Regions from separate parts of the Triticum aestivum genome. Here region 2 is linked to region 1. Evidence: chromatin contacts called from public Hi-C data. All regions are on one chromosome and are shown on one strand. The core of a region is the stretch at or near the end of the contact, and the rest is flanking DNA. Distances in the headings are between cores, read along the strand shown. Region 1 holds the start of LOC123167294. Region 2 holds the start of LOC123167028.

What was found. A called contact is a pair of places that touch in the nucleus more often than the background predicts.
Region 2: a Hi-C map of leaf shows a contact between it and region 1, with 3 times the contacts expected there. The contact joins the promoter of LOC123167028 here to the promoter of LOC123167294 in region 1. A contact is called at or near these places in 5 of 5 Hi-C or Micro-C datasets (leaf, root and an unstated tissue) and 1 of 1 datasets of contacts at active chromatin or transcription factors (leaf).

The regions. Positions count from the first base shown.
Region 1 is chr7D:572,670,529-572,677,175 of IWGSC CS RefSeq v2.1, reverse strand. LOC123167294 reads left to right here and starts at 4,045. Exons shown (of 7, transcript XM_044585131.1): 1 at 4,045-4,320. The coding sequence starts at 4,183. LOC123167295 reads left to right here. Exons shown (of 9, transcript XM_044585132.1): 2 at 74-514; 3 at 671-845; 4 at 942-1,236; 5 at 1,521-1,593; 6 at 1,702-1,792; 7 at 2,168-2,247; 8 at 2,330-2,592; 9 at 2,710-3,119. The coding sequence ends at 2,584.
Region 2 is chr7D:572,832,142-572,838,788 of IWGSC CS RefSeq v2.1, reverse strand. It overlaps LOC123167028, which reads right to left and starts at 3,279. Exons shown (of 1, transcript XM_044584867.1): 1 at 1,753-3,279. The coding sequence starts at 3,198. The coding sequence ends at 1,963.

The DNA of each region.
Region 1 (6,647 bases), core at 2,796-5,295:
ATGCTTTGCTCTTCTTTCTACTCCATTAGTAATACAGGCTCAATCTAATTTTGTTCTTTGCTTGACCATGTAGGTACAGGACCAGGATGACACTGCCCAAAGTGCACAGGGCAACAATTCGCGAAGGCCAAACCTTTCTTTGCAAATACCAACCAGGACCTTGGATAACCATTTGCCTACTTCAACGAGGATTAATATATCCGCTAGCCCCAGTTCAACAAGAGCTGGATTGCCACCAAGGCCTAATTCAGCTAGACCAAAATCATCGATCAAGCAGCAGAGTTTCAGGTTAAGGAGTTCAGCACAGGAAGGTGACCGGACAATCCTCCTACTTCCTGGGACGGCGTCGGAAGGGTCACAAGATAATACAACTCAACCAGGATCTTTCTCTTTTAGAAAGGTCATTAACTCGTTATCGGCAAAACATACCTATTCTTTGCCAGTCACACCTGTTGGAACCTCTGATAAAGCTTCTCCTCCGGGAATTCAGATAGTCGACCACCCAACTACATCCGTAAGTACATACATATTTTCTGCTGTATCCAGATAAATGCGAGATTATATGCCTTTTACACGGGCCAGTTGGAAATGAGGCCTTGCACTGTCTTAAGCATTGCAGTTTTACAAAGGTCCCATTTTTTTAAAGTAGTATGTTATATGATGTTGGCAGAAACAAGAAGTTCAAGCACAAATTAGGCGATCACTTTCAGTACCAGGAAATCGCAAAAACAGGAGTTTGAGGAGAGCAGATTCATTGGGTGTCATCCGTGTGATTCCAGCAACTCCGCGACCTGTTCCAGCTGATACCATTGCACCAACTGATGTCATTGAAGAAACAGTTGACGGTATCTACTCTCTTTAAACCTTTACTCTGGTATTTTATTAGACTAAACCATTGCCTTCCAGAAGCAGCATTTGTTCATTCCAGTCATCCTTGTCAGGTCCTGAAGACGGAGGTGAAGATATTCCTGAAGAAGAGGCAGTCTGCAGAATTTGTTTTGTTGAACTCAACGAAGGCGGGGAAACACTTAAAATGGAGTGTAGCTGCAAAGGAGAGCTTGCCCTCGCGCACCAAGATTGTGCTGTCAAATGGTTTAGCATCAAGGGTAACAAGATATGTGATGTCTGCAGACAAGAAGTTAAGAATCTGCCTGTGACTCTGTTGAGAATTCCGACTCAAACCGTTACCAGGCGACTAGCAAATGGTGCTCAGCAAAGAGCAGCTCAACAGTACAGGTAAGAATGCTTCAGAGAATAGTTTGGTTCGCAAATACGGAGTACTTTTAGGTTCAATGCTATCTGGATTGATAGGTAGGAATGCTACCAGATAGATTCAATACATTTTCTCCTGGTTATGTGCACTTTCTGAAACAGAGAAGGGAAAACTAATTTCAAATGTATTTTCCAGTAATTTTTTTGATTGACCTACTCTTAGAAGTTACTAGAAAACAGCAATATAAAAAATATTGATTGATGAGTTTGCATGTTTGGCAAAATCTGATACTTCCAGTTTCTTACAGATTTTGGCAGGACATTCCAATTTTAGTGATGGTTAGCATGCTTGCATACTTCTGTTTCTTGGAACAACTTCTGGTATGTGTTTGTTGCTTGTTTCTTTACCAGTTCACTTGAATGTAGCTCTACCTTTTTTCCAGTTCTGTGAAAGCCATCTAAATTGCATCTACTCTTTCACTGGAACAGGTTACTGATTTGCAGTCACGTGCACTGGCAATTTCATTGCCTTTCTCATGTGTGTTGGGCCTCCTTTCTTCCATGATAGCATCCACTATGGGTAAGTAAGCATACTCTATTCCTTGGGCCATTTTTGCTACTGCAAGAAGCATTTCCAGCATGACGAACACTAGATATTTTATAATTGAGAATTTGAGATAGTAAACAGGCTTTTCAGTGTTGTCTATGCAGTGAAAGACCAAAATTCTAGTGTTCCACTACTGCGCCTTCCGATTTCTAACTCAAATTAGTGTTGAGTTTGCTGAAAATTTTGAGTAAATCATGAGTTTATAATGTATAACAAGTGTCAATGGTGGCACATTCGACTCCAGTAGTGCTGCAGTTGAACTGTTGCGCCAATTTGCTTAGGGTTATTTATCTGTTATATGTAGTGGACTTGTCAACATTATAATCCGAATCTTCTTTCCTCCTGCAGTGACCAAGAGCTACCTATGGGCCTATGCATCCTTCCAGTTTGCTATCGTGATCCTGTTTGCACATATCTTTTACAACGTGGTATGGAACCTCTTCCTTACTTACATCCGATGCAGATACATAATGTCTGCAACAACTCGTAATGTTATCGCCAATCTTGCAGCTAAGAGTGAATGCAGTCCTTGCGGTCCTACTGTCATCATTCACCGGGTTCGGGATCGCTATCAGTACGAACTCACTGCTAGTTGAGTGCATGAGGTGGAGATCCAGGAGGAGGAGCCAACGGTTGGCTCAGGGTCAACCTCAGCCCGGGAATGAAGGTCAGCATCCAGGATCCGGGAGTAACGCTACGAGCGAAAACTCTGGTGATAGGCAGCAACAGGGGCAGCCTCCACAATCCGGTGTTCACATCGTCTGATCATCCAGGTTTGTTACCGACAAAATATCATAGATCCACTCCATCGCCTCTCTTTTTCTCTAGTGAGAACATTAACTGATCTTTAGAGCTGTGCTTACCACCGCTCTCGCTGTCGGTTTCTGCAGATCAAGACGAGCGGTGATCCAAAATTGTGAATAGCTAGCTTTGATCCGTGCAGTAGTCATAGCTCGTCGGACCTCAGAATCATAATGGTGGCAAGAATAGATACACGGGAGAAGATGTTCCTGGCCTCTGCATCGGAGGCAACATGCCGCCTAGAGTTTGGCCATGGGTATAGTTAGTCTAGCAGTTTGACATAAAATACCTGGTTTTATTGAGTGTAAGCATTTTATATAGGTCTGAGCCTACAAAATCAGAGAAGCAGAGTGCAGAGATGGTGGTTTGTGTTTTACGTAGTAGCCACACAGGAATATAGGCAAATGAGACAATAGTATGCGAGAGCTCCTTAGCTTTGCTTGTGAGAAGCTTTCACGAATTACTGTTTCTTAAAGAGTGAATTTCTTTATTTTTTTAATGGGTGTGACACAATTTGTCTGAATTCACAATATATATATGTGTGTGTGTGTGTGTGTGTGTGTGTGTGTGTGTGTGTGAGAGAGAGAGATGGAGTGTCAGAGTCATGCTCACTTCAACCTGAGATCCTCACATGATGATGATGCAAGAGACTACTCTCTCGGTCCTGCTCTTGAGGTCTTCCAACTTGGTCCAGCAGGCTCTGCTCTGTACATCCGTGTTCAAATGTTGATAATTAAATGTGTGTGCTAAAGGATGTGGTATGTTTTAGCAGATACGTAGAATGCATCATCAAAACAAGCAGCACGCAGAAGGAAGACATATCCAGCTGCTTGTTTCTCATATGGTGCTTCAGTAGTCATATGGTGCTTCAGAAGGAGAGCATCGTTCCGTGTTATGATTATTGAAAAAAAAAACTATGGGCATCATCTCCGAACGATGCTCTCCCAGTCTCCCTGTATCAATCAAATAATGGGGCGATTCAGTACTCATGGTAGAGCGCCTTTGGTGTACTGACACTTGAAGCGGTGTGTTTGAATCGGGCGCATCGCCGCTGCTTCACATGACCAGGCAGACCCTCCGGGAGCAGGGAGTCTTTTCTGGCATGTGGCAACACCTTCGTGTTTTTTTTTCTGAAACATTTTGTCACATTTTTGTAAGCAAAGCTAACAAATGGATGGCCTAATGACACTGAGTAGAAATGAATGGATGAAATGCCGTTTTCCCTCGTCGAAGACGCGTCGGGTTTGTAACTCTACCGTGGCCATGTCGCCGCGTTGGAACGTGACTTTAGTGTATTCCTCAGTGTCACGCATGGTTTGTCGGTATTTCGCGACGAGCTCCGGTCACTGAATCACGACGGGTCGATCGACGCAGGTGAAACAAACTCGGTTTCGACCGCGCGGATCGATTTCGGACACCACGGCTCCACTAGACGCCGTAGACAAAGACCCACCGATATCGCTCAGTTCCGGGCACCGCCGCCGTCTTTAAGCTGTCCCTCGCCGCTCGTCCTCTATCCCCTCGTGCGCGGCGCAACCAACCCGAGCCTACCCCACCACGCGATGCCCTGCTCGCTGGTGGGCACGTTCCGCAGCGAACCCACCGCCCGCGGGGCCTTCCGTTCGGTGACAGCGGCGCACGGGCACGCCGCACGCGGTAGGCTCCTCCATGGACCGCGCCGAGGGGCCGCCGATCGCGCGGTGAGATCCCGACCACCCCCACCCGCTGCTCCCCGTAGCTCCATCCGGTATTCCTGCCTGCTGTTTTTCTCCTGCGGCGCTCGGCTGATTGCGTGTTCCCGTAAAATCCGGCGCCTAACTTCTTCGATTAATCTGCCGTTCAATTTTGTTTGCCCCTGCTCGATCGGGAGATGCGGGCTTTGGCTTTGAATCGTGGCTGCGTGCGTTTAATCACCTAGCAAACCACACTGGACATTTGGATCTTTGTCTATACTAGGTCACCAGCACGCAGGACATACAAAGATGCCTGGAAAACTAAACATGACAGGAGCAAAGCAAACGACCTACACGAGCTTGACTCTCCCTTCTCCGAGGAGGAGGTCATCGAGGCAATAAATAGCATGCCTAGCGACAAGGCGTCTGGGCTGGATGGCTTCACCGGCCTCTTCCTCAAGAAGTGTTGGGCATCATCAAACACGACCTCATGAGGGTGATTCAATGCTTTGACTCCCTCCACACAATAAATCTTCACTCACTCAACTCTGCGAATGTTGTGCTGCTTCCAAAAAGGATGGAGCGGAGAGCATCGTCGATTATAGACCCATCAGTCTCATTCATGGAATCGCCAAGATCATTGCGAAAGTGCTTTCCATAAGGCTCGGACCGCACATGTCCATCCTCGTCTCCAACGCTCAAAGTGTTTTCATCAAAACACAGAGCATGCACGACAACTTCATGTATGTTCGAAACCTCGCGTGGCGCCTTCACAAGAGCAAGGCCCCCTCCCTGCTATTCAAGTTGGACATTCACAAGGCCTTTGACTCTGTCAAATGGGAGTATTTGCTTGACCTCCTTCAGAGACGAGGTTTCCCAAGCAAATTTTGAGAGTGGATTGCGGCACTTCTATGTTCCTCATCTTCGAGGATCCTCTTGAATGGGGTACCTGGTGCTCCCATCAAGCACGGCCAGGGGCTACGGCAAGGGGACCCATCTCTCCACTCTTGTTTGTCATAGCTATTGACCCCCTACAACGTATCTTCGACATAGCGACAAAAAAGGGGCTGCTTCATAAGCTCCGAGGGAGAGGTGTCATGGTGTTTGTAGCTCCGATTAAAAGTGATGTGGACGACGCAGCCGTGTTTGTAGCTCCGATTAAAAGTGATGTGGACAACCTTGCGACTATTCTGAGAGGCTTTGGGGATGTCACCGGTCTGTGCACCAATTTCCATAAGAGCTCGATGGTTCCGATTCGGTGCGGTAACCTTGACTTGGGGCAAATCACCCAAGGGCTGCCGGCTGTTAGGGCCTCCTTCCCGCTGCGATATTTGGGCCTACCACTCTCTGTGTGGAAGCTAAAGCTCGTTGACTTGCAATTCCTTGTGGACAAGGTGGCAAGCAGATTGACAACATATGAGGGCCAGAACATCACCACCATTAGGCGCACGACTCTTGTCAAGTCGGTGCTCGCTTCCCAAGTGATCTACTTCATCACGCCGCTTGTCATACAGCCCACGATCCTTCAAAACATTGACAAGCTTGAGAGGGCCTTCCTATGGTCTGGGTCAGATAAGACAACCGGGGCAAACTGCAAGGTCAACTGGGACATTGTTAGTCGGCCGCTTGCTTATGGTGGGCTTGGGGTCCTCAACACCAATAAGTTCGAGCAGGCTTTGAGACTGCGATGGCCTTGGTATGAATGGAAGGAGCCAACAAAATTGTGGGTTGGGAGAGGTAACCCGTGTGATGAGGAAGATCTCAACTTCTTCTATGCTAGCACCACAATCGAGGTCGGGAATGGGGCGAAGACACCCTTCTGGGAATCCCCTTGGCTTCTTGGGCGCAAGCCCAAGGACATTGCTCCTCTCATCCACGAGTCTTCATCGCGGAAACATTGGAAGGTACGAGAGGCCCTCAAGGAAAATGCGTGGATCCTCAAAATCAGTCCACCTGCGATTGTTTCCACCGAACATGTAATACAATTCTTCACCCTTTGGATGCTTCTGCATGAGGTGCATCTTGGTGAGCTTGCTGAGGACGACATATGTGACGCCCCCGCGCGACCGTACACTAATCATACACGCAAATGTGTACGATCAAGATCAGAGACTCACGGGAAGATATCACAACACAACTCTAGACACAAATAAAATAAAACAAGCTTCATATTACAAGCCAGGGGCCTCGAGGGCTCGAATACAGAAGCTCGAAAGACAAGAGTCAGCGGAAGCAACAATATCTGAGTACATACATAAAGTTAAACAAGACTGCCTTAAGAAGGCAAACACAAAAGCAACAACGATCGAAGAGGCAAGGCCTCCTGCCTGGGACCTCCTAACTACTCCTGGTCT
Region 2 (6,647 bases), core at 2,030-4,529, 160 kb before region 1:
ATACTGCAACCAATTCTGCAGCAACGCAATCCGGAATCATGCATTAGTGCATCACGTGAAGATAGAAAATCCATCTCTACTCAAATTATATGAAAAATAGAAAATAAATGTGTATGTGCATAGAACGAAGGGACATAGCTAAATCACTTCCCCCAGAAAGGTCGAATTACACATAAATTTTCTTATCTTTAAATGAATACTTCAAACTGTTACAAAATAATTTAAAAATACATGATGTTTGTCGTGGCCACTGCAACTTCATACTCCATAGAGAAGTACATGTAATCTTATTTGAAATTTTGTTCCGCATTGACCGTGTATGTATTGACATGTCCAAATACAGTAGACTATATCATGCTTTCTTTTCTGCGAGGGAACCAAATCATGTTGTTTTATAAAAAATTATAGTGTACACGATCCTTATGCGATGGATATTGAAAACAAGTCTGCTTTGGAGAAACCCCACATAAATACAATTATTTGTTTAGTGGATAGTAAATACAAGCCTTTTTCTCACCAATGGCATTGCAAAAAAGGATGTCTTTTAATTTTCAGACGAGTCCCATGTGAAAGCAACAAAATTCAAAATTTGGGATAAATGCTGTATCCAAATAAGTTAGTTTTGCATATGACAAAATTTATTGAATATGTTGATAAATTTAAATATGCAAATTTAAGTTTTTTGTATGAAAATAAGTTAGTTTGCATATGACATAACCTAAAACATAAAATGGCACATAATTTTTTAAATAAAATTATATTTAATTTACATTTACTAAAAGCAATATATACGCAAGAATTTAGTTACAAAGAAATGAACAATTTGTTTCTACCATATCATATACAATATGTAGCAATGGGGTCTACAAGTCATATTTCTAAATATAACATGATTCAGAGCTATGAACTCATGTATTTATATATGAAGTTCGGCATGAAACAAAAATATGGAAAGATTATCAATTTGATTTTCATGTAAGAATGTAATTAGAAGTTGTATTGATTGAGTTCCAATGCCAATGTAACATGAATCAGTTGTATCAAGATGCATGGGTGTGTTACTTACAAAAACAAACGAGTTTTAGGTACATGAAATACAGTGATGCAGCCAGAATGAAAAAAGCAAGCGACGACAAAAGTGAATGAGATAAATAATCTTCAAGTGCGGCTAGTTAGCGTGGCTTCACCACCAATTTAATATAATTAAAGAAAAATCAAATAATATTTTTGATGACAATTATATTTAAAATAATATATTTTATTATGAATAAAAAATAACATTGTATAACACTGTAGTGGTGAGTGAAATGAAATAATAATTGACAACGAGAGCAAATAATTCAAGAGAAAAATAATAGTGCGTACAACCATGTATAGAAAATCTAGCGCGCAAATGTGCGGCTCATTCTTTTAATCAAACAAGTTGTTTTAGTGAATTAATCAAACAAGCTCTAAGGGATTTTGGATGGGGAGTGCAGTGGTGAAGAGAAACAAACACAAAACAAATTGGGTATCTCTCTTGGGACACAACCTGGTCAATGGAGAAGTGAAAGAAAAAGATATATCAACTTCTCCACTAGGAGGATGAGCTTAGTCCGTAGAATCTAGAATGTGGGAAAGAACTTCATTACCAACCTTTTAAAGGAACTATATATATATATATATATATATATATATAGAGTAGAGGCAATAATAATAAATAATAATAAAATCTAGCCACGCAAATGTGCTTGTGACCCTGCTAGTTTTATATAACCTTTTTTTAGCAAAACCTGGAATATTTTTTATAACATAAAGCAGAGTATGACACCAAGGCGTGAGATAAGCCAAAAAGAAGAAGAAAACAAGAAAGTGAGGAAATTACAAGATGTCACTTAGCCATGATCTACATTGCCCCCTTATTGCTTAATAAAAGTGAAAGTTTGCATCGCTTCTGCTACTACTGCGAGAAGCCAAGAAGAACTACATTGCCCCCTTCAAGCTTTGCACCAGGAACAACTGCTGCAGCGTCGGCGGCGGCACCGAAACCTCTGGTTCCGCCGACAAATACGTTGAGCTGCGAGGACACCACCACGCAGCTGTCCGTCCACAAGCGGAAGCTCCTTCGTCCGCCACCTTGGGGGACAGCTCTTGTAGTGTTTCCGTCCCGATCTGCCGGTAGTGCCGGGAGTACGTCTCGGGCACAAGATGGGGAGTGATATGGCATGCCAATTTCAGAAGCTTGTTCTGGTCCGCAGGCGCATCCGGCGAATCGTTCTGCGGCATGGCGAAGTACACGGCGTCGACTCGAACGATCGGCCACGGCAGCCGCGGCATACCGTCGGTCGCCGCGCATCCCCCGTCCGTGGAGTTGCGGTGACACCTCCATGCCGACGAGACGCACCGCATCGACATGGACGACGCGCTGGTATAGCTCGTTTCCTGCGCCCGCGCCTCCCTGACGAACTCCCTTGCCGTCGCACAGGCGGCGCCGAACTGGGGAGGCAGCAGCTGCAAGGAAGACATGACGATGTCCAAGACGTCAGTGTGCTCGAGCAGTCGGAAGACAACGCAGAGCTTCACGTTCCTCTCCCACGCCGCGCTGTCGTCGCAGGAGAGGAAGAGAACGATCTCCCTGTTGCACGGATGGAGCAGCAGGAGGGCGTCCCGGCTGCCGCTCCGGAGGGAGAACTCCAGCGTCTTCCCTGCAAGCAGCGGCTCTGCAGGAACTTCCATGGACGCCGTCAAGCTCTTCGGACGGCCCCCAAGCTGGACGTACCGGAAGAACTCGTCGGCGACACGCGCTAGCCTCTCGAACCTCCGCACCGTCGCATCGCTCGGATCGCCGTCGTCGTCCTTGCCGCGGCGGAAGGGCAAGAAGCGTGTCGCCGCTCGAGCGACGCGCTTATGAACGGGAACAGCCTTCCTCGCAACCCCATCGCCCCGTTTGCGCTCCGCGGATCTCCTCGTGTGAGCGCGCAGGATGCCATCGCCTTCCTTGGCCACGCGCTTCAGCCTCGCCTTCCAGTCGAGCAATGGTTGGTGAAGTATGCGCCAATCTTCGGAGACGGCGACAACGCTGTGGATCTTCAGCACCGCGAACTTCAGCCTCTCGGCGTTGTCCTCCGCACCCCCATCCTCTCCCGAGTTGCCTGATATGATCGAGAAAATTCTGCTTACAGACTCGCTTGCAACCGCGGATCCTAGTATCGCAGCCATGGGACTTCCTCTGGTAAATCAGAGCTCCTACACTTAGTGATGGCACTTCTTTTTCCCTTGAGAAAATTGTTCGGCGTGTTGGACTGGTAAACCATAAAAATTGTTTACCTGAAAGTCTTCACGTCACTGTTCTGATGGACAAAAATGCGACCCTCGAGAATTGAAAATGACATCGATTATCGTTCAAGGCGTCTTCCTTAGACAATAATGCCGAGCACAAAACAAACCAAGAAAATGGAAAACTAAAAATTTGTTAGAAAGTTGACAGGAGAATAAATTAGGTAAACATGTGGTTGAGTTATCATAAAAGGATAATTCAAGAAAAAGGAGAAATTAGGACATATACAAGCAACTGGTCAGTTACAGAGAAATAAATAAAGTACAAAAAATTTCGCCAAAAAAAATTAAAGTATAAAATAATTATCATCATGAAGAAAAACAATATGACTGTTCAAAATTAGGGGGAAAAAAGAAAATGTACAATGCAAATTAAAAAATGTTTATTATGTGTGCTTAAAATATAATTTTTTTGACTTGAGCTTGTTGTATTCTTATGCCTTCGTTCATTATCATGTTGAATTTTATGCATTTAGTTTTCCCCCAATTTCTTTTCATGGATGCCATCCATATTTCAAGCATTAACAATATTTATATATTTAACTGGACTTCAAAATTAATTTTGGAGATTTTTCTCACTATCTCATGTAAAACTTACGATCTGTCTAGATTGTTTTGATTTCTTTCTAAAAATAGTAATCTTTATTTATATTTCTTATTTACCTTTTTTTAGAAAATCTATATTTTTTTGTTTCACGAAACATTACTTAGAAAAGTTTCTCTGTCTCAGGGAACACTTAAGATCTATTTATGTTTCAATATTTACCCTAAGTTATCATTATTGTTCTGATTTTGTAAAGATATGTCCAAATTTTCATATTTAGCTTGATTTTTTTTTATAAACTTGAGTTTTTTATGCAGACTGGTTTGCCACGTCTGCGAAAAAGTTGACACATCATTCAATACTACTCCCTCCGTTCCTAAATATAGGTCTTTCTAGAGATTTCAACAAGTGACTGCATACGGAGCAAAATGAGTGAATCTATACTCTAAAATATGTCTATATACATCCGTACGTGGTTGTCCATTTGATATCACTAAAAAGACTTATATTTAGGAACGGAGGGAGTAGAATCAAAGGCGTGCTTTGCCGCTGAATTTTTTTTGCTGGTGTTATAAAATTGCAGGATACCAAACAATGGGCTAGCATGCATCGAATCAGTACGGAACCAATTTCTCTGCATAACACGTGTCCATGATGTAATTAACAAAATAAAAATGGTGAAGCACACATGGTCAACCACAACTTGTAATTCACTTGCTTTGTGTACTATATTGAATTTATGAATCAATACACTGGCCAGTATGCGTTGCTCCTATGCTTCCAACACATGCCCCAGACTTCCCTGAAGTTGCATTTCAGGGTTTACCTGGTTTCAGGGATTTCAAGGTTAAAATTATACAAAAATCGACTTGTGTGTGTGTGTGTGTGTGTGTGTGTGTGGGGGGGGGGGGGGGTATTTATCCAGTTGGGTGCTGAAAAATGGACTTCTCGCCACTACAAACAGAGTGAAAAACGTTCAAAAAAAAAGCAGAGTGAAAAAAAAAAATCCAAGGCCAACATACAACAAGAGATCGGTAGCTTTGGTTTTGGCATTTTCTCTGCGCCCCTCCACAGATACTACAAGGAATGGCCAGTTCCTGCATCGCATACATTTCTCAACCCAGTCTGGTTGAGCAAAAACAGGTCCTAATACGCCATCTGCAAGTTATTTGGTTGCCTGCTTCTAATGTCCCTGCATTAGGTAATACGTTAATACACTTTGTTTGGTTGCCTGCATTGGCCCAAGCGGCACATGAACATGGTGTTCGGTTGCATACGACGTACATGTTGTGCTTACCTTGTATCCTAGTTGGTGAGCTATAAGGGCATATTTATCCCTTAGTTGTTTTGATGATTGATGACAATGCTTTTGCGGACTAATCGTGTGTATGGAGTATTTCAGACATATCATGACTAGGCACAAGACGATTTGGTGCCCCTCGAAGACTATTGAAGACGGCGTTTCTCTACGTTTCTTTTTTGGTGGATTTGAGTCGTAGGAAAGCCGCACTATTAAGAGGGGGTCCGCTTTGGAAAGGTTTGGGTGGAATCATCATGTACACGTCTACACCTTTTGCACCACCTTTCCTTTGGCTCTTTGGAGCATCCTCCGTCTCTCCTTATCTATGCGAAATGAAGGACTCCTAGTGTTGTTCAACCTGGGCTTGTGGTAGTACTGCTCTTGGGAGTGGTAGTACCGCAAGCCCTTGAGGTACTACCGGCCTCTAGCGCGGTAGTACCGCAAGTACCCACGGTAGTACCGCACCTTGGGAGCGGTAGTACCGTGGCCTCAGGCCAGGCGCTGCTGCTAGTGCGGTAGTAGGGACGAATGTAATTTTTTACATCCACGCCCTACGCGGTAGTACCACGCCATGGGCGCGGTACTATCGTGCGCTCTGGCTAGGTTCAGCAGCATGAGCGGCAGTAGGGGCGGATGTAATTTTTTACATCCGCGCCCCACGCGGTAGTACCGCTCTAGACAAGAGAAGAAGTCAGAAGGGCAGGTTCTCTTTCATCCGTCTTTTCTAGGTGCGCATCTCCATCTACTAAAAGTAGGGGTGGTTGCCATAGATAGATTGGGTCATTCGTAACCTGAGCAATAACCGATGCTCAGTGGGTATCGAACTGCGAAGCGAGGAAGCTATTTCAATTGAACGGGCTTACTTTCTTACTTGGTTCTTTTGTAGAACAACCTTGGTATGAAGCTAGACGATTCAAACTATATAAGCATAAGCAATTCAAAAATGGAACATTTATTGGCCATAGAGAAACACGTGGGCTCAGTTGGTGAGGACTCAAGAGGCCAAGGATGAAAGGTAGCCATGTTGACAACGTGATCGGGAAAGGCGCGAGGCTTGCGAGTATTATCCCGTGTGCGAGTAATCGTAGGATGAGTGGATTGAGTTGAAAGAGATAAGTTGAACAAGTATGGTCGTCCTTTATTGGGATGTACTATTAAACCAAAATTGGGATTATCCGCAAAAAATTATGGTCCAATATCTTATTCCACGAAGGAAGTATCCTGAAAATCCTTGATTTAGTCTTCTTTTCATTAATCAACAACTTTCTAACATCATCCTGATACATATCAACATTAGAAGTCTTTTTCGTTTTGTCAATATCCAACAGCTTAGCGTAGTAATCGTTCCAGAACTCCTTAATAATACGTGCATTTTGCAAAGATTTCTCATTCTCAATGCTATCATCATATGTCTCGGAACAATAAAATAGAACCTGCATACTTTACCGAAACCAACTCAAATAAGTTCAGGGAGGAAAAGAAGACGGT